Regions from separate parts of the Gossypium hirsutum genome. Here regions 2, 3 and 4 are each linked to region 1. Evidence: chromatin contacts called from public Hi-C data. All regions are on one chromosome and are shown on one strand. Each heading gives the region's core, a stretch centred on a gene start, on an enhancer-like site or on the middle of the called end of the contact. The rest is flanking DNA. Distances are from core to core; before and after follow the strand shown. Region 1 has its middle 28 kb from the start of LOC107952808. Region 2 has its middle 11 kb from the start of LOC107904393. Region 3 holds the start of LOC107957239 (transcription factor GAMYB). Region 4 holds the start of LOC107957446 (F-box/kelch-repeat protein At1g22040).

Region 1 (7,165 bases), core at 2,163-4,662:
GATGAGGCTTTATTTGTGTACAATTTATTCCAAATCAATTTTTTTTATGACATTTATCCTAGTACTTGGCCTGGCGAGATATTGATCTTGTTTTGGATTACCAATGAGGTACTTCCCTGTTAAATATGTCGCACAGTACTTATCGTTTTGCCTAATCAAAATTTTAACCTTTCAACGAGGTACAATGGTGAATCTAAGGGCTGATAGGGGTCAGCCTCCTTTAAATTTACCTTTTATAATTTGTAAAATTTTAAATTAGTAAAAGTAAAATTGCACTTTGATTCTTTTAAAAATGATAAAATTTTAATTTAATTCTTTAAAAATTATATTTTTATTATAGTAAAAATTATAATTTAATTTCGACCACTCCTAAAAAAAAATTTTGGGTTTGCCCTAACGAGGTAGGCTTGAAAAAACTTAGGACCTCCCCCTTATATTTAACCCTGCGACACTTGGAGAAAACTTCAGGAATTTTTATAATATATAATATACCTTAATAAATATGAATTTTACATCACTTGACGAGCTATGCATACAGTTCCATCTATATACGACAAGTCATGTATATATATAAAATAAATGAAATGAAAAAAATGAATGGGCAAAATATAACCCTTGCTAACTTGATGTAACCCTAGCCAAAACTAAATGATGCTTAGCCACATCACAATAATATATACTCACATAAATTACACGTAACTTCGCCAGTACAGATGATGCTTCACTTTTTTTTTTAATTAGCTTTAATAGTCCGCCAACTATTAATATTAAGCTTTAATATATAATATACACAGTAAAATTTTGCCAAGCATGTACACTATTCGTGTTATGGGTACACCTTCGCCAACTGTTAGCCCTCGGTACTGCATATACAGAACCCTCAGTATAAGTAACGGATGTCCTTCCTTAACCATTAGTAGTATGCTAGCTCCTGCTTCATCCATATAGTATGGTAAGGTGGAATCGAATGCTTTATTACATGATTCATACATAGGGTTTGCATTTGCAAATAGAAACAATCAGACAGTAAAAGCATGCTTTGGAATTACAAACAAAGTGGGGTGATGACACTATAAATTATAATTACAAACTAAATGGGATATTGATACTATATACTTCGCCAGGCAGTCACCAAAATTTTCTCTCATACATGATTGTAGTTTAGTGGTCTATCAACTCATGTCAACCAATAACACATGTTCATACATAAAGGAAATTGAACTTTAAACCCTGTAATAATTATAACTATGGCAAAGCATTACTCACCTTTGAGGAGCCATAAATTTGGTACTAATTCCTGTTAAACTTGAGATAAGCGTTAGTAATTATTTATATAATATAAGTATACCTTCATCGATGTGTGCTTGAAAAGGTTGGGGGACTTCACCTCTTATATTTATCCTTGCATCACTCAGAGAAAATATCAATAAAAGCTAATTATACTTTAACTTGGTGAGTTATGCTCCAATGACAACATTTTGATCAAATTAGAAATATATATTTAATGACAGTTGGTGAACCAGATATAAAAAATTAATGATAGTGACGAAGCTTATCATAATAAAAGTTGGGTAGGGTTATGGCATAATAAAATGAACGAAGCATGACGAGGTCTTATACCTCGCTCACTTCAATTATGTTCGTGCCTTGTCAACTTCAATAATTTATTGAAGGTTTGACTACCTCAATGGTTAGCTAACTTATTGCCTGAGATAAAACACAATCTCAACAACATACAAGCAGCAGGTTCCGTCATTCAAAACGAGATGGAGTCTGGGCGAGGTACACCGCTAAAATTCATTCTCTCATCAATTTAGGCAATTTTCATGTTTCCCCAATTTGTAACCCCCTACCCAAATTATCGCTCGCTACAAGGACAACACCCAAGTTCGTAGCATTCTTTTTTACTGCTTCGCCACCACTAATTGCGAAGGGAAGATGTAATAGACTATGGCTGGCCAAATCAAACTAAAGGTTTTTTGAACCTTGAGCTAGAATTTACCCGCATCACGGGATCTCCGTTAGGTGCGATTTTCGGCTACTTTTTGTTTAAGAGGGTTTTTCTCAGTGGGAGAAGGATCGCAATAAGATAGAAAATTGTTACATTGAAAATAAAAAACATAGGTTGGATTTACCCTATCTATATATTTTTTCATTTGCAGGAACAACTGAGCTTGGGTGAGTCATGTTATAGACGCGGTGAGTTGAGGTTCTTTTTTATCTCCCTTCCACTTGGGAGCAGTTTCTTCCTTATTTATAAAACATGGTTTCTTGATGTGACATGTTAGGGAGGTAGTTATGTGTCGTGTATATAAGTCAGGATAACATGTATCCTATTTAGGTTCGACGCGTATCCTAGACGTGTCTTTCTAATAAGATTCACACTTAGGTGTCATCATATGTACTTGTGTATCCCTCACAAAGCGTGTTCGCATGTCTTCCTCGTGAGAGACTAATGTAATATCTCACAAGATTGCGGGGTGTTCCACTACGCGAGGTGCTGACCTTTCACCTCACCAAGTTGTAGGCATTCCATATCAATGTCCACCTCACGAGATTACAAGAGTACTAATTGTGGGTTGAATTATGATTCATAAAATTAGATCAAATTTCAAGTTATGAGCTATTCCATAACAAATTACTTGCAAAGAACAAAGAACAAAATATTGAGGTTCAGGACAAAAAATTTGACATACGTAAAGGTAAAGCATTGTATAATTAAACAATTTCTTGCCCTTTATTGTTGATTAACCAAACGCCAATATTTTTTTTAATAAAATATTCTATCTATAATGAGATCACCAATATTACATTATCATATCAACATCACAATTGATGCTTCTTTTTAATAAAATATTTGTTAAATTTTAAGGATAATTCTTTTATATGTGCGGATTTAGTTTTATATATATATATAAATTTGTTTTCTTTCATTGTCGAATTACTTAGGAAAAAATTATTCCATTAAATCTATTTAGAAATTAGATAATCATAAATTTAGTTTTCAATTTTAATGGTTTTCCTCAATTTCGCTTCTACTCATTTTTTTTCTTTAATTAGCTCTCAGCCTTTTATTTCTTTGTCAAATTGGATAACTTTGTTACAATTTAACAAGGCCATTAATAGTTACACTAGATGCCGATGTAATAGTTTAGGTGGTGATTCACGTGTATTTCATAGTTAATGTCTTTTTCTTTACATGTAATTTAAATTTGAATAAAAAAGTCAATTTTTTAAATATATATAATTTATAAAATTTCCAAAAATTATCCCATTTTTTGTGCGTGTCATCAACGAGGGCTGCAGTGCTTGTGAATGGAGCGGCTACAAATGAGTTCAGAATGTTTAGAGGTCTCTGACAAGGGGATCCATTATCCCCCTTTTTATTCATTCTGGTGACAGAAGTTTTGCATCTGATGTTAGTGGAAGCGGAGGAATTAGGGGTCATTGAGGGGTTTAAAGACGTTATTCCTGGGTATTCGGTTTCACATCTACAATTTGCGGACGACATCATTTTGTTTTTAAGGGCGGATGAGGATGTGGTAAGGAACACTAAGTATATTTTATGTTGTTTTGAAATCTTTTCTGGATTAAGTATAAATTTTCGAAAATCTTTCTTAGTGGGTTTTGATACTGAAGAGGAGTTTGTATTCAGAATGGATGTTGTTTGTAAATGCAAATTTGGGGATTTACCGTTCAATTACTTAGGTATTCCTTTAGGTGCTGATCCAAGGAAGATATCTTCTTGGGATGGTATTGTGAAGAGAGTTGAGAGGAAATTAACGGGTTGGAAAAGTAGGTCTCTCTCTTGGGCTGACAGAGTTGTGCTTATTAATGCCGTGTTATCCTCTTTGCCTATTTATTTTATGTCAATTTTTCAAGTGCCTATTGCAGTGATTAAAAAGATTGATAAAATTTGACGAAACTTCTTGTGGGGAAGCGTTGGAGGTTAGATGAAAATGGCGAAGGTAAAATGGAATCAGATTTGTTTGCCAAAGGCTAAAGGGGGCGCGGGAGTGGTGGACATAAGGGTTAAAAATAAGTCTCTCTTGGCTAAATGGTGTTGGAGGTTCGCGGTGGATAGAGAAGCTTTGTGGAGGAAAATAATTGCTGCAAAGTATGGAAACTCCTACGCAACGTTGGCGTTTCAAAATGAACAATTCAAAAGATATGTCAGTGGTTTGCAAGGGTATTGTGGAGAATCCGAAAGATTCGATAGTAGCAAGATGGGCAGGGATTGAGTCTTTTAGATGGCTGGTGGGGAATGGACGTTCAATATTATTCTGGGAGGATGTTTGGTGTGGAGATAGTCCTTTGAGAGCGGAATTTCCAAGGCTATTTCGTTTAGCCTTGAATAAAAATAGTCTGGTTAAAGATTTCTCGATGTTGAATGGGTTCATGGAGGTAAATTGGGCTGATTTATTTTCTTGTCTGTTATTGGATGGGGAGATTCATATGGTCTCTCGTTTAAAGGAAGCTTTGAGCAACATAATTTTGTTCCCTGAGGTGAAGGACAGATTATTATGGATTCATGACAATAAAGGGGTGTTTTCGGTGAGAAAATTAACAGAATTATTGCTCAGTGTTGGGGGTGGATTTAAGTTTCAATTTTGATAAAATCTGGAAGTTAAAGGTGCCTCCTAGAGTGAGAAGTTTCCTTTGGATGATTTCAATTGATCGTCTTCCTACGAAGGAGTTCCTCATTAGAAGAGGCGTGAAGCTTGGTCAATTAAGGACGGTTGCCCTTGGTGCTACAGAGAACAGGAGACTGCGGTTCATCTTTTCTTCCATTGCAATTTTATTGAGAATTTTTAGAGAAAAATTTTGGATTGGTGGGAGGTGAAATGGAGGCCATTTGATGGTTTCCCTGATTTTTTCTTATTTTGTAATAATGTCTCTTATTTAGGTGTGGTTAAAAGTTTATGGATGATCTCGGTGTCAGCGGCTTGTTGGTCGGTATGGTTAGCGAGGAATAAGCTGATGTTCGATTGAAAGTGGCCGAAAATGTCCAGTTTGGTTTTTCTTTCAAAGACTCAGGCTTTGATGTAGATAAGATCGATGTATGAAGAATTGAAAGTGGATGAGCAAATTTGGTGGGTCTATCCATATAGAAGTTGGTGTAATATCAAAAAAGTGAGTGGCAGGTTTTGGTGTTCTCCGTGTTATGGTGGGGTTAAATTTAATGTTTGTGGTGTGGCGTTTGAGGATGAAGTCGGGTGTGGAGGGGTGTTAAAAAATTCAAATGGAGTGGCAAGGGCCTTATTTTCTGGCCCGTTTACAGCAAAAGACTCCTTTGCTGCGGAGGACGGGACAATAAGCATTGCATTGGATATGGTTTTAGAGATGGGATGAAATGGTAAATGCTCTTTATTCATTGAGGTTGGTTCAATGGAGGTGTTTAATTGGATGGAGAATAAAGGTTTGAGACCGTGGTTGCTGTTTTCTCTCTTAAAGGAAGTCGAGTTTAGGTTGTCGTTAATTAGAAATGTATCCTTTTTTATAGTGGACAAGAGTGGGAATAAGATGGCTTTTGCGCTGGCGGTTGTTGGTTTGAAAAGCCAGGGCATGTTTAAGGCATGGTGGTGACTCAAGGTGTGTTATTGTTGTGGGCTTGTAGGTATATTTATAGGTTGTGTTGTGGTTTTTTGGGGTGATTTGTGCAAATTTCTTTCTGTTTTGTGGTCTGTTTAACAGAGGGTTCAGTGGGGTTTTTGTGGTTTGTTTGTTGTATTTTGTCTGTGATTGGTTTTTGTTCCTAGGTGGGGACTGTTTTTCTTGCTGTTTGATTTGCTTTGCTACAGTTTTGGAAGTTGCTGCACTTTGATTAAGCAAAAAAAAAAAAAGAAATTATTAAAAAGTATAAGGATTGTTTGAGCCATGTGTCAACTCACTCTTTTTTCACTAAATTATATAAAAGTCTATACTATTCACTAACAATAATAGATTTTATATTTTCTGTTAATTTTTTCACTAAATTTAATACTAAGTTAAATTTGATAGATTTTTATTTTATCATTTAAAATTTTTGAGTAATAAACAAAGATATCATTTAAATTATTTAGTTTTATGTAAAAATATATAAATACTTATTATTCAGTATAACTAAAATTACTTATTTTAAAAAAAATTAAATTTTACTATTAGTCCCTAGACTTTATAAAAGTTATGAATTTAGTAAAAAAAAAAAAACACATTCAACATCCTGCAAAGCTTCCAATTCACGTGGGTTGGGAGAGAAGCAACTATTGCGTTTTGAGATATTTGTTATTTACTTCCCTCAGATTTAAACTGTAATTTAATTTCAACCTTAATCCTTGCTTTTAATATTTTTTTTCTTAATTTAGTTTACATCTTATATAGTTTTTAATTATTAATGTTTTTGTATGTATAAGGTGAAGATTCAATTTGTCATATAATATTTTTATGTCTCTTTTAATATAGATTAATTGTAAAAGAATTAAAAATTTAACATGCATTTAATAATATTAAAATATAAATTTATTATCACTCTACCTATATTTATAATTAAATAATTTTAAAACAAAAAAAAATGTTTTGAGAATTAGTATAAATTATTATTTTTTCATCCATATTATGTGAGTGACAAAATCTAGTAGTGTTTTAAAATGCCACCAACTTTGATGTGGATACAATATATAGAAACCGAAATTGCAATGAAGACTGGGCCCTTTCTTTAGGCCCAAGGGTTGGGCTACAATTAGCCCACCAATCTACATTTGGGTTAAAATTATACATGGTATAAAAATTTTCTTTTAATAAATATTAAAATTCTAATATGTACTAAATTTATCTTAATATTAAATTATTTATTTCAGAAAATAATGGTTTTGTCTTAATTCTTAACACCCATGGTTTTGAAACTATAGTTTTAAGAATACAGTATGAAATAAATACAGCCAGGTATAGAGCTGTCAATTCTTTTTACAGTTAATTTGAGTTTATGGCAAGTTTTGGTATTATCTAACAAAGCAATAAACATTTAAATGGAATAGTAAGTAATTTATTTCTAAAATCTTTTAAATGAGGTGTTAGGGTTTTAAATAAGTTAACAGTATCTTATAATGGATTTGTACATTAAATTTATTAAATGCTAACCATATATGCATATATCATGATTCCAATTAATATTTACAAGAAAATATAG
Region 2 (7,165 bases), core at 2,077-4,576, 500 kb after region 1:
CAATGGTTGATATTAAACACTCCAACTGTTTAGAGAATTGAACTCTTTTGCCTCTTTATGCGAATTTCAATTGTATGATATTTATGGGATCACCAAGTATACAATCTGTCAATATATTCTTCCAAATCAGATCAGATATCATCAAACCATTTTATTTCTTTAAGTGCCTTCATGTCCATAACTCTTAGAACTTAAATGTGGCCAATGGTTGATGTTAAACACTCCAACAGCTTACAGAATTGAATTCATTTTCCTCTGTATGTGTTATCAGTTGTATAATATTTATGGAATCTCCTAGTTGGTTAGCAGATGTTTTTCATACAATTAGATCATGATGCTGCCTTGTGTTGTTCCCTTTTCTCATATAACCCAAATAGAATAAAATATTGTTCAGCCTGACCCGAACTTTGATTCAGATTCCAGTTAAATCAAAAAAATCTTGCTTTAATGCTAACATGTTGCATTCCTTGCCATCCCCTTATCATATACTAGCAAACATGGGAACTGCAAAGTCTATGCGTTCACCCTGTTGGTTATTAAGGCTATCTAATGTCTTTTCTCAACACCATGAACTGTGCATGATGTAGCATTTTTTTCGTTTATGATAAACCAGTCTGCTATAGAAAAGCCAGGTTCTTAGCCATCATCTATCTCTATAGCTTCATCTTCCTTTTTGTGTGATAATTCCGTTGAAGACTTCCTGTAGACTTGTTTAACAGATATCTTCCTTTCGTTAATATGAATTCCATTGCCAGTGAATGCTAAAATGAAAATTTTAATCACTACACTTGTTATCAAGACATAGTCACTCTTGCATGCTTGGTTTAAGACTGTTAAGGCATTCAACCTTGCACCAATTTAATATGACACGAGAACATTCTCGAAAGTTAAATACCGTGGATAACACAAACTGACACTCCCATTAAGTCCCAGAATCGATACTATAGACAAATAGGCCTGTCAAGTTGACTATGGAAATGAGGTAGCAAATACTGGCAGAAATGGGGCAACGAAAACTTCTGGCTGTGATTGCATGCTAAAGCATTCAACTTAAAATTGGATGGTCATAGGTCAGCATCCACCTTGAATCCCAGCTAGCCATAACTAAATTTGTGTGACCGCGTTATAGAGGCCATTATCGTGAATTGCTTTAGGATGAACTGTTTTTTCGCAAGGTAGCTAGAGGGATGTTTACATGAATTTAACCATAAGATTGGTAAATCTTGCTGCAGAACAGGTTTCACGTATTGTAGAATATAACCATGACCCAAAGAAGACATTTTGGACAGTAAAATTGTTTGTCTCAAACACTGAAATCCATAATCTTAGTAGGAGCCCATCTGTTGGGTGACTTAATTTAAGCCAGGTTAAATCCATTTGTGTCGTGTTCTTATGTTTCTCTAGGAAATAGTAGGATATAGGGTTGTTGGTGTTTGTTAAGTGGTGTTATCCACTTTCGGTAAGTTGTTGGTTTTCTATGGTCTTATATTATCAGTCGGGTCCACCGCCTATTACCAATTGATTTTAAGTTGGATGCTTTAACATGGTGTTAGAGCCTTGGGTCAGTTATGTTGTTGATCCTACTGAACTCCGTGTGAGGTTGACAACCCTTGGTGCAGTTGTCCACTTGTAATCCCTGTTAGCTTCATGTGAGGGGAAGTTTTAAGTGGTTTATCCACATCTGTTAAGTATTGGGTTCTTATGGTCTTATATTAAAGTTGGCCCTCCACTTATTGCCAAAATGGGTTTTTTAGGTTTGATGCTTTCGCTCATTTTTTTAAATGTTAGGTATATCTTGTTAAATATTAATGCAAACCCTTTAACCATGAATAGTTGTGTTACTCCAACTTTCCATTTTTTTTCGAAGTACCTGTATTTGTTGCATATTCCGACATGGTTGTGGAGATATGATCCTCCATAGACTCTCTAAGCACATGGAATGTTGAGAAAAATTAAGAAAACCTGTCTCAGGATACATACCCGTCCCTTACACTTACACTCAAGTCCGAGTAGCATAGAACCTAAGATCCTTGATTTACTGTGAGAAGTACAAGAAACAACTGGAGACGGCATTGGTTTCCTTGTTTTTGTGTTTCCAGCCCTCAAATCTTAACTCCTTAAATATTTTCTCTGATTCAATTCAGCCTGAAAATGATACCGCACATATTACAACTGCATTTGCTTCTGCATGTAGTTTTCATTCATGGTTTCATACATGAAAATTTTTACAAGTTTCATTCATCACTACTGCATACGATTTGTTTTCATTCTTGGTTCTGGGATTTTATATTCTCAGGAGCTAGAGAAGCTGCTGCCGTCCGCACCTCCTCCCGAGCCAAAATATCAGCTTCGTAGAACATCATCAGCCCCATTCTAACAATCCCGTAGCAGCTAGTGTGAAAGTTTTGCATATACAAACTAGCTTCTGGAATCTGTTTCTGGTTTCAATTGAGGTATAAGGTTGAAGTCAATGCATCTTCCAGAGGCAGCCATTGTTTCATATGCCGGTAACGGTTGCTTCCCTCTTGTAAGAGTTTTTCTTTCCCCCTTCATGTATTTACTTTTTTACTATGAAATTAATTCAACTGGTAAGCTTTGTCCCTAAATGTGTAGTTGTGCGCCTTTTCTTTTTTTTCTTTTTTTTTTAATTTCCTTTTGAAATTAAATGTGTAGTTTTGTCCCTAAAGGTACAACATATTATCATAAATAAAGACCAAGAGCCAAACCCATGTAGCAGGTGGCCACGACCAGCCCCCAAATCACCAGGAAGCAAATGAGATCCCACCAGGGCCTCCTTTAAGAATGGCAGCTTTTGCCAATTTATCTGCACTCCCATAAGCCCTCCTCTTAATGTAAATGATTTCCCGGTAAAATTTCAGTTTCAGTCCTCACCGAATGGTAATTATTAAATTCATTAAGTTTTGTTATTTTCAAAATCTGATGCATCAAATATATTATCATGTGTTATGTCATATTAGCATATTATTTTTTCATTACTCATGAAAAATCCAATTAAATGATTAATAATGATCATTTGCATCAAGATTGAAATTTTAAAATTCGAAAAGTATGGTTTTAGGATAATCCATTAATTTTTGCAAAAAGTAGTAGAATTTAACCTTTAATAATCATTCTCAATAATCAATCTAGCACCGCTAGCCCGTTACAAGCAACGAAGATATCCAAAGCTTCCTTTAACAGCTTGTAACTCAGAAATCAAGGGGTCACAAACACCAATCACAATAGAGAAAGTAAAAAGGGTAGTACCATTATGATCGGATAAAATCCCTGAAGACCAGCTGGTCCAGGGTTAATTCTAACCGGGTCAACACTAAATTTCAAAGTCCGTGGAGCGGACGACATCCGAAGGGAAGATAGAGACCGCCTTGTCGACTTGAGCATCCTACGAAATTTATGGCATAAAAGGAAATCATTCAAGGAAAGAGTAGCTTTAGGCCATTTTGCGTTACTCCACCATACTATTCTCATCAAAGTAAGGTCGAATAAATAGTTAATATCAACGACCCTCCCCTTGGAAACAAATTCATTCCAAAAAAAAGACAGATAAACCAAGAGATCGTTAAAAAATGCCACCTCCCATGCCTTAGCCCATCTGCTCAACCTACCAGCTTGGACTCAAGCATCAGGGAACAACCGAGCGTTACAGGGGCAGGCCCAATTGACATTCCAAAGGGCCACCTATCTCAGCAAAATTCACCACGAGATCTCACAATTAAGGCAGAGATGGACAACCGACTTAAGAGCAAGATGGCATAAACTAAAAATGATCATTGCATCAGAAACAACCACACATTTAGCAAATTCCACTTTTGTAGGGAAAAGAATTCAATCTTAAGAGGGGTAAGACCAATCCACAGCTTCCTCCAAGCAGTACAAGATACCATCCCCTTTGAACACACCAACCTGCAATAATCTTTAGACGAATAAATTCCTATTGATGAATCGTAGCACCTGATGCAATCAGCTTGCATGGACCCAAAATTGAACCCTTCCAACTAGAGCTTCAAGGCTTCCCACTGATTCAATTCCCAATCATAGGGAGTTCTTCACAAACAAATGCCCTACTTCTAGCTTCCATTCTCCTATCTTCCTAACTCACAAACTTTTCCCACCTTATTAGACACCAAAGCGAAAATCCTAGGCAAAGACTTAAAAAAAGCTTTGGTGTGCTGGTAGTTTAACGAACATATTATAAGAGGAAAGCAAGGCTAAGGGAAAAATCAACACACAATATTTGGTAACGCAATTCGAATTCGTCAATCCTACCCTATAGAACCTCGCTAATGATTTTATTTAACTATTGTCCGGATCACCTATTAGCTAAAGTTTAATTTACGCTTACAACAATGATAATTATAGCCCAAACTCGTTTAAGTTTACTCTCCAAGCAATACCTAAAAAAAAAGAATGCAAAATTACAGAGCAAAAAGTAACAACTACGACGGCTTCTCCAAGTAACTTGAAAAGATAAATCAACATTTAAAATAAAGAAATTATCCACACAAAAATCCCCCCTTTAAATTTTGAATTAATGCTTCCTCTCCAAGTAAATTCAAAATAAGCTTCAACACCAAGTAAGACCAAGTCACCAAGTAAAAGAATAAGGTTATCTTTAAATCAATCTATTCTCTTTCTTCTACCATTTGAAAATTAAGCTCCAACAATGTTAAAATTAAACCAAGAAAAAAACAAAGTTTATTTGTTGATAGGAAGTTAACCAAAATTATCCAAGTAAAAAATGCCAACAAACTTATTGTACTTTATCTGTCCCAAGTGATGTCCTACCTTATTGTCTTTAGTGTTATTCAAACAAGAAATGGAACAATGACACCCCAGATAGTTAAAGTTCCAACAATCTCCCCTTTAACATTTTAACAAAACATTTCAACAAATGATTAGACAATAGTTATCGATCTCCCCTTTTCGACATGCATCATATTATCCCCTTTTCAACAATGCTTGCAAATGGGTTTGTCTACATTTCGAACACTACTAGCACTCGCTACTGATGTAGCTTGAGTCTTTGAGTAATTTTTTTTGGACACACATTTTCTCGGATTTCCGGTAGTAGTACAGATTGGCTTCTAAAATCCCTCGTTCTTTTAGACGGAGAGTAAAAAAAGTTTTAGCCATGCTAAGCTTCCCGGTATCCTCACTTTTAGCCTTAGCACGTTTCTTATCGTTCCAAATTTATTCTATTTTCTAGGCACGTTCAAATAATACCACAAACTGTTTTATTTCCAATGCACCCACTATCGTTCGTATGTCTTCGTTTTAACCCTATTAGAATTGACTACAAATCTCAACCTCTGAAGGTATAAATTCTCGAGCATATTTACTCAGGCCAATGAGTTTACACTCATATTCAACATCTGACATATTTTCATGTTTCAAATCCATAAATTCTCGTTTAATCTTTTCTAGATACATTTTATTGATATATTTCTTCTTAAATTCAATCTGAAAGAAATCTCATGTTACTCTGTCTCTCGAGACCACAAATGTCAAAGTAATCCACCATTGGTACGCTTCTTTTTTCAACAGAGATATAACACATTTTAGACTATCACCGGAAGAACAAGCTATTCACCAAGAACTTGCTGAGTTTTTTCCATCTAGTATTCAGCTTTCGCTAGATCATCATTAAATAAACCTCACAATTATTAGACTTGAACTTTAAGGACAGCAAGGTGCCGAGGGAGGCAAACAAAAAGGAAGAGCTGCGGAGATGCAGAGTTAACTCTCATAAATTGTGTAAATCATTCATTCATCATTTGGAAGAAAACACCACAGTCCTTACTTCTAGGTATTTAGGATACGCGTATGCTATGAATTGCTCCCTGTTTGAAAGTCGAAACATTACTATCTACCTCATTTGGTACGACATGGTTAGACTCGACCGACATTGTATATCTATAAGAAAAATAAAATCAGATTGGATAAAAAAATCATCACACTGTCACATGTTATTGTGGCATGTATTTTCTAGACTCGATACGTGCTATGTTCAGCCTGAGAATTAACTAAACCATAGCTCCAATACCACTAAATGTAACACGCCTAGCTTGTCCTATTCGCCAGGATTAAGCTACAGAATTCTACAATACAAAATGGAACAGTTACAGACCTTTAACGGATAATTCGAATAAAAAATCATTATAAATCATAATATAAGTTATTCAAAGAAAATTTAAACTTTTTTTAGCTTAATACGAGCTTACGTGAGTTCTAAAGTTGACTTGGGATTAAACAAGGATCAAATTGCAAAGTTTGAAAAATACAGGGCTAACTCGCGACGAGGCTCTCCCCATGTTATGATGTCGCCAAACAGTCGGTCATATCACGACGTTGGACCATTTGACATCGAGACGTAATAGGCTGTTGGCCAACGTTGCAACGAGAGAAGCTCGACATCGGGATGAGAAACCTGTTTTTGGCCAAAAATATGTTCATTTTATGCTTGTTCCAATTCACCTTACCAAATATGCCTATGTATGCTTTTAAAAACATTTAAAAGTTGTTCAAAACAGAACAATTTACATGCCAAAACATATCACATGATCATGTAATCAATCCACAAAACCAATATGCCACATTTGGCACCAAAATCACAATAATGATACATGAATCAAACCCAACCATTTTACCTATTTATGAAATTCCATATTACTTATTCAAAACATGTCATAAGTTAGATCATATGTACATAACTCAGAATAATTGCCCATCCATATATGCCAACATTATACCAACTATGAACATAAGTAATTGACATTACCATAAGTTACCATAGGTGTTCAAAATTAACTATGCCATAAACTTATTTAACATTACAAATGCCTTGATAGTTCTAAGTACATGCCACATATAATTGAGTTTAAAAAATCAAAAGTCTATCGAATCAGGAGATGGATAGTGTGAGCTTCTCATAAATCCGATCGCCACATTCTGAATATCCAAAATCTACAGGAAAAGTAACAACAACGAAGTAAGTATTATGAATACTTAGTAAGTTCATACGATACAAACAATTAACTTACCTTAACCATTCAATATATATAAATCATTATGCAAAAGCAAATTCACCTAACATGACATAACACAACAACATCAACAAGGTGAGTTTTGACATATCATCGTACTT
Region 3 (7,165 bases), core at 2,469-4,968, 400 kb after region 1:
CTTTTGAAAATTATCTCATTCTTAACTAGTTTATACATCACAGGGATCTACGGGATATATGTCAACATCAATACTTGATAACAAAAATCAACCTTTAACAAGATGGAAGATAGTTTTCAATTTTCAATAATGCATGAAAAGCATAAATCATGAGGAGATCAGAGAGGTGCTCACCTGTAACAGTTTCAGCAGGTGGCTGTTCATCCAATGAACTGCCACTTGCACTGATACACTCGCTGAAAAGAGAAGTTGCTGAATTACCCATTGGAGAAAGAGGTTCACCACACTTTTCCCATTCCGTCTCACAAATGTTGAAATTTGAACCTTCAGCTATATCACCGGGGGTAGATGAATTTGAACTTTTGTCAGATGCATGATTCTTTGCACTGCTTAGAGTTTTTGCCTCATGAAGTAAAGCATCCAGCAGGCCACTATTACGGGGAGAAAGACTATCGGACTCCAGTCCACTGGTTGGAGGTGGTGACTGGATAAAAGCATCAACAGACTCAAGTAAAGGTGGTGGGCAAGTTAATGTGCCCCAGTTACCTAATTCAGTTTCTGGATATTGGAGTGAAGGGAGCTCCAACTTCACAGCCTCCAAAGGGGGCTCTGAAGCAGAGAAATTGCCATTTGAAAGGGCATGGCTACCTGGGAATACACCAAAAGGCTGGGAGTTCTTTGTTGCAGGATCTGGTTCAATTGGAAAAGACAGCCCAAAGGATCCAGCAGCCTTGTCTGATATATCATCTTGAAACTGCATAAACAAAGGGCATTCGTTTTTAACAGCACCAGTGTAACCAGGAAAAAAGGCTGGTGACTCCCGAAGACGCTTCTGGCGATGGATCGTTGGTTGCATAAAACCACAATATTGAGAAGAACCTAGACCTTTCATCAGCATGCTGCTAGCGGATAAAACAGGAAGCTCAGGAACATAAGGAAGCACATTTTGATTGGCCTTTAAACTGTCAAATATGACATCAGGTATCTCATAGCTATTGTTCTGCAAGATATCATTAGGTCCTTTATCCAATCCATTAACCACACTGGTACTGTGGCTCTCCTGCAGTGCTTGCAAGGACACTTCAGGAGGATACAGAGGTAACCCAGCACGTTGGCGTCTCTTAATCCGGGTATTCCAGTAATTTTTTATCTCATTATCCGTACGACCAGGCAACTGCAGAGAAATAACAAGGCATAGAGAATTTTATTTCAGACACTTAAAAGACAGGTACATAAAATCTTACAACTGAAGGTTTTATCATGCTTCACACAAACGCTTAGCATTTCCCAGGCTGGAATAACTATCATAGAATTCTGGAAGGCATGTGGCAATTCTTTTGCATCTAGCCCAAAATTTACATTATTGAGAAAAATATGCCAATAATAGAGTTCATTACAGTGTTTTAAGGCATGGACTAAATTTTGCATTTTAGTTCAGACTTTAGCAATAAGATGGGATAAGAAAAGGGGATGGGCTAGAAGAGTGCATATGAGGAGCTGGATTTCTATAACCCTCAAAGAAGACAACTTTAACCAGGCCAAGAATGACACTGCTATAACATATGAGGGCACCTTAACTCTTGACAAACTTGACTCCTTGAACACTAAAAATTACTGTTTCAATTTGGATCTTCCTGAAACTGAGGATACCAAAATCAGAGGACTTAAACAATCCACAGTGAGAACATAAGTAAATCTTAGAATCTGGGCTGGTCATTGGTTATGAATAATGATAGAAACATGCAGCAAGGGGAGCTCAGATAGAATGAAAAACAGTTAAGTGCAATTATCAGGGTACTGCATAATGTTCCGTGTAACTTGCTCCAAATTTATTACAGAACGGAAGTGTTCGAAGATACTAATTAAGAAATTCTGTATATAGATTAGGCAGAGGTTGCAATTCTACAGATCTTAACACAAATATTAAGAATCCTATTTCTTCATGTAATTCTAAAATTTCTTTTATGTTCAATATATTTCTCCCATTCAACAGATCATGAGAATAACTAGATTCACAGTAAATGAATTGAACACTTACATGTGCTGCCATCCGAGCCCATTTATTTCCCATCTTTGCATGGAGTTCAATGATCAGCTGTTCTTCTTCTTGAGTAAATGCCCCTTTCTTCAAGTTCGGCCTCAGGTGATTAGCCCAACGTAAGCGGCAACTCTTTCCACAACGAAATAGTCCAGAGTGCTTCTGAACAGCATTCCAGTTGCCTTCACCATGCTTCTTCACATAGTCAATCAAAATCGCGTCTTCAGCTGATGTCCACGGTCCTTTCTTCAGAACAACTCCCCCAGCTCCACCTCCTCCACAGCTACCATCATCGATATATGGCGATTCTGTCTGATCCTTAGAGAGCATTCCATCTTCCCGCTCATGTTTTGTGTGACTCATCTCTTTGTAATCACACACAAAGCCTTAGCAACAGGGATGAACCATCCAAAACTCAAAACCTGAAAAAAAAATATATAGAATACACGCAAAATTAAAATACATATATAAACAACAAAAAAGGAAGAAGAAATAAAGACCATGCCTTTTTTCCGCTCACTTTTCCATACTTGCACTCCAACTCCAACAGGTTCATTATTTTTGTTTTAAAATACATGCTCACTCTTTATACATCGCGACAAGCTATAAGTGGATCAACCATGACAGTCCTTTATTGAAATGCTACATAAGAATCGTGATAGCATACATAAACGTATTAAAACCATAAAAGGAATCAAAACTCCTTGGGAAATATCGGCACAACTCTAGAGATGGGGAATTGAGAAACAACAGAAAATTTCATCACGTACAGAAAGACTAAAAACAGTTAATGGAAAACAAAACTATCCACAGAATATAAAATTCAGCAAACCTAGACGCAAACCAAAGCGAGCATCAAATTCCGATTATATTGAAAAAAAATGGCAAAATCATACCAATCTTTGAAAGTTAAATTAAACCCTTTTACCTAAACTGGAAAGCAGATAACATATCATTTTCAAAAATTAAAAGAGACCCGTTTCCAGAAATGAAGACATTAATAAATTCAGATAAAAGTAAATTCCAAATTTCATTTATTGCACTATGATTCTCTAATAAATTACTCCAAAAATCTATCATTAATAAATTATAAACTGCAGTATTGCACTATCAACTACTATATTAAAAAAAATGCTAAATTTAAATTACATAAATACAAAGTTGCTCATTCATTAAAGAAGCAAAACAATTTTTTATAAAAAAATCTAAGAAAATTTAGAACTCAAATACCTGCCTTAACAAGATGCAAAATTTGGGGGAAAACTGCCAAAAATAAAATTTTGAGCTCAATAATGATTCCTGATTGAAGTGAGAGCTGAGACAAAAGCGAAAATGGAAAACCTGAAATTCAACACAAAGAAAAATTAAAGGATATAAATTCCTAGATCTACAACCATTAATTATAAAAGAGCAAATCCTAGATGAAATATATATATATATTTCTAACCTCAATTTTTGAGCTATAAGGAAAAGGATCCGAGAATAGAAAGAGCAAAACATCGAGAGATCTGACAAAGGAGAGATTACAAAAAAGAAAGCCTTTTCTTTTTGTAATTTTGAGGTTTTGTGTTTGGGGAGAGAGAAAATAGAAAGGAAAAAAAAGAAAAAAATAAAGAAAGGAAAGAGAGAGAAAGAAATGTAAAAAAGAGAGGAAATGAAGGAGCAAAAGATGGAAAGAAAGAAAAGAATGGGAGAATTATTTTTATTATTATAGTTTGTTTAATTGTTTTTTTTAATGAATTTCATTCTATCAATTTATTCATTTAAATAAAATAATATATATTTTCTAAGTAAAAGATATTGTATTTTTCTTGGTTAAATTTTACAATTTATCCCTGTACTTTATGAAAGTTATGAATCTAATCCATATATTTTAATTTTTTTACTTTTCAAATTTTAAAATTTCAATCCTCACCAAACAATAACTACTAAATCATTAAGTTAATTTTTGCTATTTCTAAAATCTAATGTGGCAAACATATTAGCATATGGGTAATGTCATATCAGCTTGTTAGTTTCACGTATTATTCACCAAAAATCTAGTTAATGAATTAACAAATGCCATTCACATCAAGACTAAAATTTTAAAATTCAAAAAAGTACACGGACTTAAAATGATCCAATTGTTAAATATGGGTTAAATCTACAACTATATGCATAGTACATGACTAGTAATTGAATTTAACTGATGTTGTTTAGGTTAACATTAAAATTGACCAAATTCAAAAAATATAAAGATTAAAATTGATTAAACTAGAGTATAATAATTAAATCTACAACTTTCGCAAAATAAATGAACTAATTAAAATTTTAAAAAAAATTGCTCGAGAGTCGATTTAAAATTACATAAAAACCATATAGATAAAATAAAGTATCGACTTTCACTCTATTTCTTTAAAACAATATTAAAGAAACTTAAAATCTCATATTTAAAAATGAAAACTTTATAATCCATATTTTGCTTATTTATTTTTTTATATGTATAATATTGGCTATTGAGCAAATTAATTTTTTTTTAAAATCTCATATTTAATTATATTATCAATTAGACCTTTAATTATCAAATAAAAAACAATAGTTGTATTAAACTCTTGGGTTAAAATTATAAATGTGAAAAGAGTATAAGGATTAATATCATAAATAGACTCTTTGTCTAATTTTCTTGATCAAAGCCCTTTCTGGAAACTTGGCTTATTTGTATGCTAAGATATTAAAATGATTTATGAGAAAAATATTGTAATTTCAAGTTTTAATTTTAAATTTTTATATCAGAATTGTTTTCAAATATATTAAATATTTGAATGCAAAAGTAAACATCAATAACTATTTAAATGTAATAAATAAATAAAAAACATACAAGGAGATAAAATAATAAATTTAAAAAAAGAAAACTCATATTTTAACTTAAAATAAGTTAGTTAATATGTAATGATATTTTTTTAAGGTGAATTTTAGGAAGGAATTTAGTAACGAATATCTTAAAATATACCCATATTTTTATGTAATACTATTTTCATCCAACTGAAATTAATGAACAAATTTATGAGTTCATCATTTAATAAGCTATTATAACCATAACTATACTATGCTCTTTTTTGAGTTTACTCGCTCATTTCAATTAATTTTTATTTAAAAATCTAATTAAACCTTCATTTTTATTTCACTTCTCCTGTAACCATTTTTACTTTAATTTTCTTTTTTTTAATTCTAATCATTTTTATATAAATAATTAGTGTAATAAATTTCACTTGCAATATAAGTCGACATTGGACTAGTATTACTTAAACATTAAACACTGTCCTAAAAGCACTCATTAATTAATCATTTTTAATTTACTAAAATATTTTAAATAAAAACCGTTTAACTATTTGGATAAGTGTTTATTTCTATTGCGATGCACTTAGTATTTTTTTTATCTCACACTATCATATCAATGCAGAATTTAGTTTTATTGTCATTACTATTTTTATATCACAGATAAAATGCATTACTCGTTCAAAATCATCCTAAATCTTTAACCTTAGTATTTGGGGTCTGTTCTCAATTTCCCATATTTAAAAAAAAAATTAATGGAAGTAAACGTGGGGACCAAGGATATGTACTTTAATGTATCATGATTGGTCGTGGGTTACACGCTTTTTTTTTCTTTTTGTTATTATTGGCGTACATGCATCGCATATTTTTAGTTATTTTATTTCTTTAATAATAGGTAGATTTAAAATTTGGTGCATTTGATAATGCACGTTGTATTTGAAAAATATTAGTTGGAACTATAAAAATAATCTTTCAACTATTAACATGTTTTTATTTTAGTTACTCAAAGTTTAAAGCATTTTATTTTACTAACTACCGTTATTGAAATTTAAAATTTTAGTCTCTCATTTGTTAAATCATTATTATAAGTCTTTTTTTATAGGTATAATAATAAATTTAGCCTTCAATGTTTATATATTCTATTAATTTGATCATAATTTTAAAAAATGTCAACAATTTTAACCACCAATTTTACAAATTATGTCAATCTAATCTTGATTATTAAAAATTTAAAAATTAAAAAACTTTTTAAAAATTTTAAAAGTTTATTTTTTATTAAAAAATACATAAGATTTTTTAAAGATGCAAAATTCTAAATAAATGAACACCCATTTTCCTTTTTTCCAACATGAAATTTATTTAATAAAATAATAATTATATATATAATATTTTTAAAAAACTGCAAACAAGAATTTAAACTTTTTCTTTTTTTTTTAGTTTTATTTTATAAATAATAATTTATTTATTATATGTCTGACATTGTTCTTTAGTCGTCGTCAAATTTTCTAAGCGTTGGGCATCTCCTTCGCCCACAATCACCGACACCAAAACCTTCACCCCGAATTCCTCGATTTTCCACATCTTTCATCGTCCTGCCATCCAACTAGGAATCGATTGTGGAGCTACCAGCATGGCCTTCCATCTACGGGGTCTCTAAGACTTCATCCTCACCTATATATCCTCAATTATATTTGCTTTCAAGTTGTAGTTTTTAACCCAATCTAAATATGGTGGTCATTAATGTTGAAAAAAGGGGAAAGTTGAATCTACTTAAGTTTTCTTCATATTTTTTTCTGTTAAATTGTTTTATTTGTAATTATTTTATTTATAAATTTATTTTTTAATAAATGAATTTCATGTTAGAAAAATAGAAAAATGAGTATTTATTTATAAATATTTTTATGATTTTATGCATTTTATGCATTTTATGCATTTTATAAAATCTTATGTATTATTCTCGAAAGTAAAATTTTATTTTTATTTTTAGAAATTTTTGAATTTTTAATAATTAAGACTAAATTAACAGAATATGTAAAGTTGCAGGTTAAATATAATAAATTTTTTAGAATCAAGACCAAATTGATAGAATTTGTAAATATTGGCTAAATTTGTTGTTATGACAACAAAAAAAAAGAGGCTTTCGATAGTGATTTAATAGATAACAGTAATAGTTAAGTGACTATTTTCATAACATTTTATTTAAATATAATTTAAATAAATTATCTACTTTTGTAAAAACTTTTACGCCTTTAACGGGATAACTATTTTTCTTTTAAAACATATTTTTTTCAAAAATAATTATTATATATTTTT
Region 4 (7,165 bases), core at 1,178-3,677, 310 kb before region 1:
TATTTATTTTTAGTACACTATTCACTATTTCAAAATTTTTCCTAACTTCACATTTAACTTATACTCACTAAATTAATAATATTTCCTACTCATTTGTCGGATTTAGTGATTTCGAATCACTGTTCCGACACCACTGAAAATTAAGCTATTACAAGAGACATGTTCGATGGGTAGAATTCATAGAGACATTCCCATATGTAATTAAATACAAAACATGTTGAGAAAATGTAGTTGTTGATGCCTTATCTCGTAGATATTCTTTGATAGCTACATTAAATGTTAAAGTCTTAGGGTTTGATCATATCAAATAATTTATACTTAAATGATGCTAATTTTGCAAAAAAAAAAATTCCAATTGTGAGAATGGTGCCATTAACAAGTTTTATCTTGTAGATGGGTTTCTCTTTTGCCTAAATAGGTTATGTGTTCCACAATGTTCCATGAGAGAGTTATTAATTCGTGCGGCACATAGTAGAGGCTTAATGGGACACTTTGGTGTCGCCAAAACACTAGATATTCTACAATAACATTTTTATTTGTCGCACATGAAGAAGGACGTTAAAAAGGTATCTTCTAAATGTATTACTTGTAAACAAGCAAAATCAAAGGTAATGCCTCAAGGGCTCTACACTCCTTTGCCTATTCCTTCTTTTCCATGGGTAGACTTATCCATAGATTTCATTCTTAGTTTTTCATGAACTAAAAAGGGTCAAGATAGTATCTTTGTTGTTGTTGGAAAGTTTTCAAAGATGGCTCACTTCATTTTGTCACAAAACGGATGATGCTACACATGTGGCTCACAAAACGGATGATGCTACACATGTGGCTGACTTATTCTTTAGAGAAGTGCGCCTACATGGGATACCTTGCACCATTGCATCTGACAGAGATGTAAAGTTTCTAAGCCACTTTTGGAAAGTGTTGTGGGGTAAGCTTAGTACTAAATTATTATATCCTACTACATGCATTACAGGAAAATAGGGCTTTAGCGGCAAAAATTGTAAAACACAGAGCAATAGGGGCATTTTACCAAAAACGCCGCTAAAAACGGAGCAATACTGGCGTTTTTTGTTAAAACGCCGCTAAAAATAGAGAAATAGCGGTGTTTTTTGTAAAACGCCGCTAAAACCAGAGCATTAGCGGCGCTTTTGGTAAAACGCCGATAAAAACCAGAGTATTAGCGGCGCTTTTTGTAAAACACCGCTAAAAGTCATATAACCCCTAAAATTTTAAACCCCGAAAAATATCATAAACACTAATCTATAACCCTTAAAAGAGTAAACCCTTAAACCTTAAAAACCCTAAACACTAAATTATATCCCCTAAAACCCTAAACCCTTCCACCGCCAAGATTCACCCCTCCCACCTGCCTTCCAGTCAATATCCCGTAATCCCATCTATCATTTTCCCCGTTTTTTCCCATTTCTATTTCCCCCTTTTTCCTCATCCTAAATCCCTAAATTATTATCACCCATTCCTGAATTTGACATCCCAAATCCCTAACGATTTTTCCCCGATTTGAAATCCCCAAGATTCACCCCTCCCACCGGCCTTCCAGTCAATACCCCGTAATTATTTTTGGTATATGACAAATTATTTTTTAATTTATATGTTAAATATTTTCTTATATAATTGTAAAAGAGATAGTATTAATTTTAAAATATTGAATTAATTAGCATTATAGTTTAGGGTTCACGGTATATGGTTAAGGGTTTAATGTTTATGAGTTACTATTTTAAGGTTTAGGGATTATGGTTTAAGTGTGGTTTAAGGGTTGGGGTTTAAGGTTTAGGTGTTAGGGGTTAAGGGTTAAGGGTTTCTGATTCAGGGTTTATGTTTTAGGATTTATGGTTTAGGGATTAAGAATTTAGGGTTTAAATTAATTAGTGTTTTTTAATTTATATGATAAATATTTTCTTACATAATTATAAAAGAGAGTATTAATTTTAAAATATTGAGTTAATTATATTTATAGTTTAGAGTTTATGGTTTAAGACTTATGATTTAGGGTTTAGTTTTCAGTGTTTAGGGATAAATATGGGGATCAGGGTGCAATTGTATATATAAACTTTAATTTAATCTAGTTCTTATAAATTATTAACACAATTATTGATATAACATCATTTTATATTTATATATTGCATACATAAATATTTATATTTATTCAATATAAAGATATATTGATGTATTTATTTTTTAAAATCTCTATGATTAAATCAAAAATAAAAAACTTAAAAATTTAATATTTAAAATTTAAAATTTTAGTCCATATTTCAGTTAAAAAGTTTAATATTCAAAATTTAAAAAAAAATCTAAAAAATGATAATCTCAACACAAAAATTTTGAAAGAAAAAATAGAAAAAAATATGTTAAAAATAAAAAAAAATTAAAATTGAGCAATAGTGGCGTTTAGGTAAACCGCCGCAAAAAGTTGAGTTATAGTGGCAGCAAAAAATCTAAGAATTACCGGCGTTTTTTAAGAAAATGCCGCAAAAGGCCATTTTTTTTATAAAGAAAGGCAAAATCCCGCTCACCCAATTTGGTTACCCGCTCGTTAACCAAATCCCCAAATACAAGTTTGTACTTATTTCTTTTTCTCTTTTACTTTCAAAATTTGAATTCACCCACCATAGCTACTCCTTTTCTATCGATCTGTTAGGGTTTTGGAGAAACAAATAGATATTGAAGAGAAGGAGAACGAGGAAGAAGAAGAAGAAGAAGAAGAAGAAGAAGAAGAAGAAGAAGAAGAAGAAGAGGAAGAGAAGAGGGGGGAGGAGGAAGAAGAAGAGAGTGAAGATGAAGGGACTAAAAAGGTCAAAGGTAGTAGTAGAAAGAGGAGTTCTAGGAAATCTGGTCGAGATTCGGCTGAGAAGAAAGAGCCAGTGACGCCTAGTAGTGATAGGCCTACAAGGGAAAGGAAAGTCGTAGAAAATGTATGCTTTCTTTTCTGGGGTTAAGGCATGGGTTCATCGCCTGCACCACTTCCGTCCAACGATGGTACTGCCATTGATCAAGGAGTTGCTTTCATTCTCCTTTTACTTGCTCTGGCCCTCTTTGTTATACCATAGCTCCACTTAACGATGGGATTAATTAACGATGGGATTAATTAAAGTTGCATAACTCCAGTTAATCTTGGCCCTCTTTGTCTTTTCTCTTTGGTATCTAAACTGGTTATATTAACTTTTTTTTTTCTAGTATTTATAGCTTCTACTTTGGAATCAGAAATTATTGGTAGGAAGTGCTGAGAATTGGAGCTAATTTGGTGTAATATGCTTGTTTGACAGGTTCCGTGGTTTCTTTTGGAAGGCAGCCAGAATAGGTGGGTCTCCTTTGCTGCTTGGTTAACTTCTTTCTGGTTGTATTGAGAATTTGGAATAGTCATGTAGTGTCCCCCTGTTCTGAATCTTATTTGGACATATAATGTTTATCGTGTATGAAGCCTTTAAATTAGTTGATAATAAATATGATAGTGATTGGCTCAAAAATGCAGGATGATAATTATCTATGACTCTAAAATGATTTTGGAAATGAGACTAAAAGTGAAAGACAAAAATTTAGCTATATCATTTTTAAATAATCATATTGTATAGAGAACTTGTGCTTTGTTTTAGAATTAAAATCTCATAAAGTCGTGAATTAGAATAGGGTGGTAATGATATTTTGACTGGGAGGGGATGGGGATTAATCTTTGAACACAATTGCAGGGAAATTGGTTTAAATGAATTATTTAGTCCAATGCTATGTTAGTTTAATTATATTGTCTTCCTTTCTTTTGGGGGTAGAGACTTTAGAGGTTGGGGGAATAGTTGAATTGAATTTCATAGATTTTGGCTTGGCTTTTTGGAGAAGAAAGAGGAGTAAAGGGTGTTTCCTTTTGATTTATGTTAAGTTTGTGCTAGCTGAAAGTCAAAGAATGGCCTGAAGATGCATTTGTTGGGTCTAATAATGAGCATTGCATCTTATAGTTTTACTTCGGTTCTTTCATCTGTAACATTTTCATTAATCAATGGAAGTACAATGACATCAACATTGCAGCAAGCAGGCTAAAATTCATGGGGGCTGTTCTGAGCTTGGCTGCACCAAGGAGTTCGATAAATGACTGCAACGAGGTCTTACAAAGTGGAACGTGGAAGAAAAATAAGTCCTCATGCTTGAATAAAGATAACTCAAGATTGATTCCTTGTCTTCCTGATGAGCTGTCATTGCAGATCCTTGCTCGAATTCCTAGAATTCACTACTTCAATTTAAGGTTGGTGTCACAAAAGTGGAAGGCGACTGTTATGAGATTTTTAAATAGTATTGTTCATGGTCACTGAACTTTGTTGTTACTGCATGGCCAGCACTATTTATTTCTGATGCTGTAACTCGTTTCAGTGGCTTTCAAGTTGTCAAAGAACCTTCAAACTACATGTTTTATTGGAGATTTTAGTGAAGGGATCTCAGCTGACTTGGGGTTATCTCTGTTATTGAAGCTTACAAAATCTCCAAAATCATTGATGACTCAATTCTAGAAGACTCCAAGTCTGGGCAAGTTGTGTGTCAAACCTGAAGATTGAATTTTGTAGATGTTCAAATCATAAGCACCCATCCAAGCATTTATAGCAGAAAATTAAGTAAAATTTTTGTTAAGGATAGCTTTGAAGATTCATTATATTAACTTCTGTAAGTACTTTGAATGAAGTTTTAGCTTTTCTTGTCAGGAGAGTATGACGCTTTGTTATACAGTTATTGTTTTCGGATTTTCCAAGTAATAAAGCTAAGTCATATAACTATAGTTTACTTCATACATATTTAAGTTTGAGGCTTTGACATAATGATAATATCAATGTTTGATTTGAAATGAGTTGAGGGAAGAGTTGATTACTGTAGCTGAAGTTGCATTGTTTCTCCCTCATAACAAAGTGTAAGAAGATGACGATTTGTTTTACAATTGTGTTTAGGAAATAATATTGATGCATTGAATCTATCCTGACATTTATTCACATGCCTTTCACTTGGTAACATGGTCCTGGCTGCATCCTTTTGTTTTGTTTTATTACTTGAATTGTAAACATTGTTCTTGTAATTGGTTCCGAATATTGTCAAAATTCAAGACTTATGATCCATGTCTAGGTGTTATTTAATATGTCCGTTTGTTTTAAAACCTTTTGTTTTATCGAAGAAAATCATTCTGAACATTTTCTTGCAATGCTGTTTTTTCAGGTAGTTTAGGAGTTCCAAATATTTTTCCAAAGTTGTGTTTAGGGAAAGTAGGAGTTGATAATTCAAAGCTGAATAATGTTAGAATTTGTATAAGGCAAAGACCATTGCGATATACTTCCCTAGTTAAACACTTAGAGAAGGCATTCAGCATAGGTTTGAGGCAATCTGTTTGGTTTCTAATATAGTACTTTGGAAACCCAGGGTAAGTAACTTTTTCTAATATAGTGCTCACAATTATAAATTTGTTTGATAACTGCTGTTTGAGACAATCTGTTCGTTTTCTTGCCCATAACCATGATGATTTTTTTTGAAAGGGAAAAAAAGGAAAAAAGTGAAGAGCTTTTTAACTATTTTCTAAAATGAGAATAAAAGCACCAATCCATGGTGGATGAAAGCAAATTATAATCCATTCAAACAAACAAAAAACAAAACCACCAAACGAACAATGAAAGCAAATATACCAAAAACATAAAAGTCAATAAAATTTTAATATTCTGTTGTAAAAAGCTAGTTTATATTATAGATAGATAGATATAAAACACTGTTAAAATTTTTAGTTAGAGATAAAAGATAAAAAAACAAAAGATATTTTTGACCTAAGAAATTTATTAATTATCATCATTATAATATAACAGTAATGTAAAATTTTTAGAGATATTTAATTGAATAAAAAATAAAAAAAGAAGACAATTTTGATCCTATTTATTTCCCTTATATTTCGCCATTACTTAAGTCATTCCTCGACAAAGAAAAAAGAAAAGCAACTGGATGATGCTGGATTCAATAATGAAGGGTGCAAAAATTCTAGTCCTTATTACATACATGTAATTTTGATTTTTATATTATATAAATACACTCGCTTTTTCTCCATCTCACATGAAAATTTTGCAACTTCCATCCATGGTGGATGTGCTCACATGTCAATAAAAGTCCTTTGGATATTATAATCCCTAATAACTGCCATAAATGTTAAATGGCATGATCTAGGAAGTAATAATTTACAATATTAAATAAGAATTAAATATAATAGATATTTACTAGAAATATGAATTTTGCTTAATAGTATAGTACAGATTCAAAGGGTTAAAGATCCAAATCTCGTAGCATAAAATAAATTTAAAAATTAAGTTTAAAACCAATTGAAATCCTTATTAAATCTTTAAATTCAGATTTCGTTATGCCATTTCTTTAAGGTAGATCAGATTATTATTAATTTTCAAATTAATTGCACATTGATTTATAATAATTGCATATTAATTTGTAAATTTTTGTGTGATCTTATGGCAAGCTTGTATCTTTTTTGTAGTGATCAAATATTTGTGTGGCATTATTTTGTGTAGATGGACCGTAATCAAGACCAAAATGCAATTGTCGGAGTTGTGACTTCAGTTTTAGCTTTTGAGGCTCTTTGGATTAAAAAATTAAGAACTAGGAAGAAAATTGCTTCTCACCCTCGTATGAATTGAGATTATGAAAGAGAAAATTATATTAATAGAATTTTATATAGTGGTGACCAGCATTGTATTGGTGTGATAAGGATGAGACCAATTGCCTTTTTTAATTTGTGTGATATTCTTAGTAGGAATAATTTGTTACAATCAACTAAATCAGTGAATATTAGGGAGCAAGTAGTTATATTTTTACATATAGTTGGTCATAATATGAGGTTTCAAGTGATTGGATCTAGATATTATAGATCAATTGAGACAATTCACGTTACTTTAGGGTTGTATTGAGAGCTATTTTGAAATTGTATAAACTATTTATTAGATTGCCTGATGAGTCAACTTCTAGTGAAATCAGAAAAAAATCCAAGGTTTTATCCTTATTTTAAAGATTGTATTAGAACATTAGATAGAACTCATGTTCGTGCATCCGTTCCACTTAGCATTCAAGGAAGATTTCGTAGCCGTAAATGGGGAACGACACAAAATGTATTGGCTGCCATTACATTTGATTTGAA

What was found. A called contact is a pair of places that touch in the nucleus more often than the background predicts.
Region 2: a Hi-C map of seedling shows a contact between it and region 1, with 2.6 times the contacts expected there. The contact joins two enhancer-like sites. A contact is called at or near these places in 12 of 34 Hi-C or Micro-C datasets (hypocotyl, leaf, petal and 1 more).
Region 3: a contact with region 1 is called in a Hi-C map of petal, with 4 times the contacts expected there. The contact joins the promoter of LOC107957239 here to the enhancer-like site in region 1. A contact is called at or near these places in 4 of 34 Hi-C or Micro-C datasets (hypocotyl, leaf and petal).
Region 4: a contact with region 1 is called in a Hi-C map of seedling, with 4 times the contacts expected there. The contact joins the promoter of LOC107957446 here to the enhancer-like site in region 1. A contact is called at or near these places in 3 of 34 Hi-C or Micro-C datasets (callus, leaf and seedling).

The regions. Positions count from the first base shown.
Region 1 is chrA05:34,769,794-34,776,958 of Gossypium_hirsutum_v2.1, forward strand. No RefSeq gene overlaps it. Among protein-coding and RNA genes, the nearest start is that of LOC107952808, 28 kb to the left of the region's middle. Within about 2 kb of position 3,413, at least 6 of the 9 cell types and tissues checked have an H3K27ac peak or open chromatin away from gene starts, as enhancers often do.
Region 2 is chrA05:35,269,220-35,276,384 of Gossypium_hirsutum_v2.1, forward strand. It overlaps the pseudogene LOC121229081. Among protein-coding and RNA genes, the nearest start is that of LOC107904393, 11 kb to the right of the region's middle. Within about 2 kb of position 3,327, at least 8 of the 9 cell types and tissues checked have an H3K27ac peak or open chromatin away from gene starts, as enhancers often do.
Region 3 is chrA05:35,166,500-35,173,664 of Gossypium_hirsutum_v2.1, forward strand. It overlaps LOC107957239 (transcription factor GAMYB), which reads right to left and starts at 3,719. Exons shown (of 5, transcript XM_016892710.2): 1 at 3,486-3,719; 2 at 3,273-3,379; 3 at 2,039-2,460; 4 at 175-1,174. The coding sequence starts at 2,401.
Region 4 is chrA05:34,460,391-34,467,555 of Gossypium_hirsutum_v2.1, forward strand. LOC107957446 (F-box/kelch-repeat protein At1g22040) reads left to right here and starts at 2,428. Exons shown (of 4, transcript XM_041112293.1): 1 at 2,428-2,997; 2 at 3,285-3,319; 3 at 4,043-4,249; 4 at 4,375-4,784. The coding sequence starts at 2,932. The coding sequence ends at 4,429.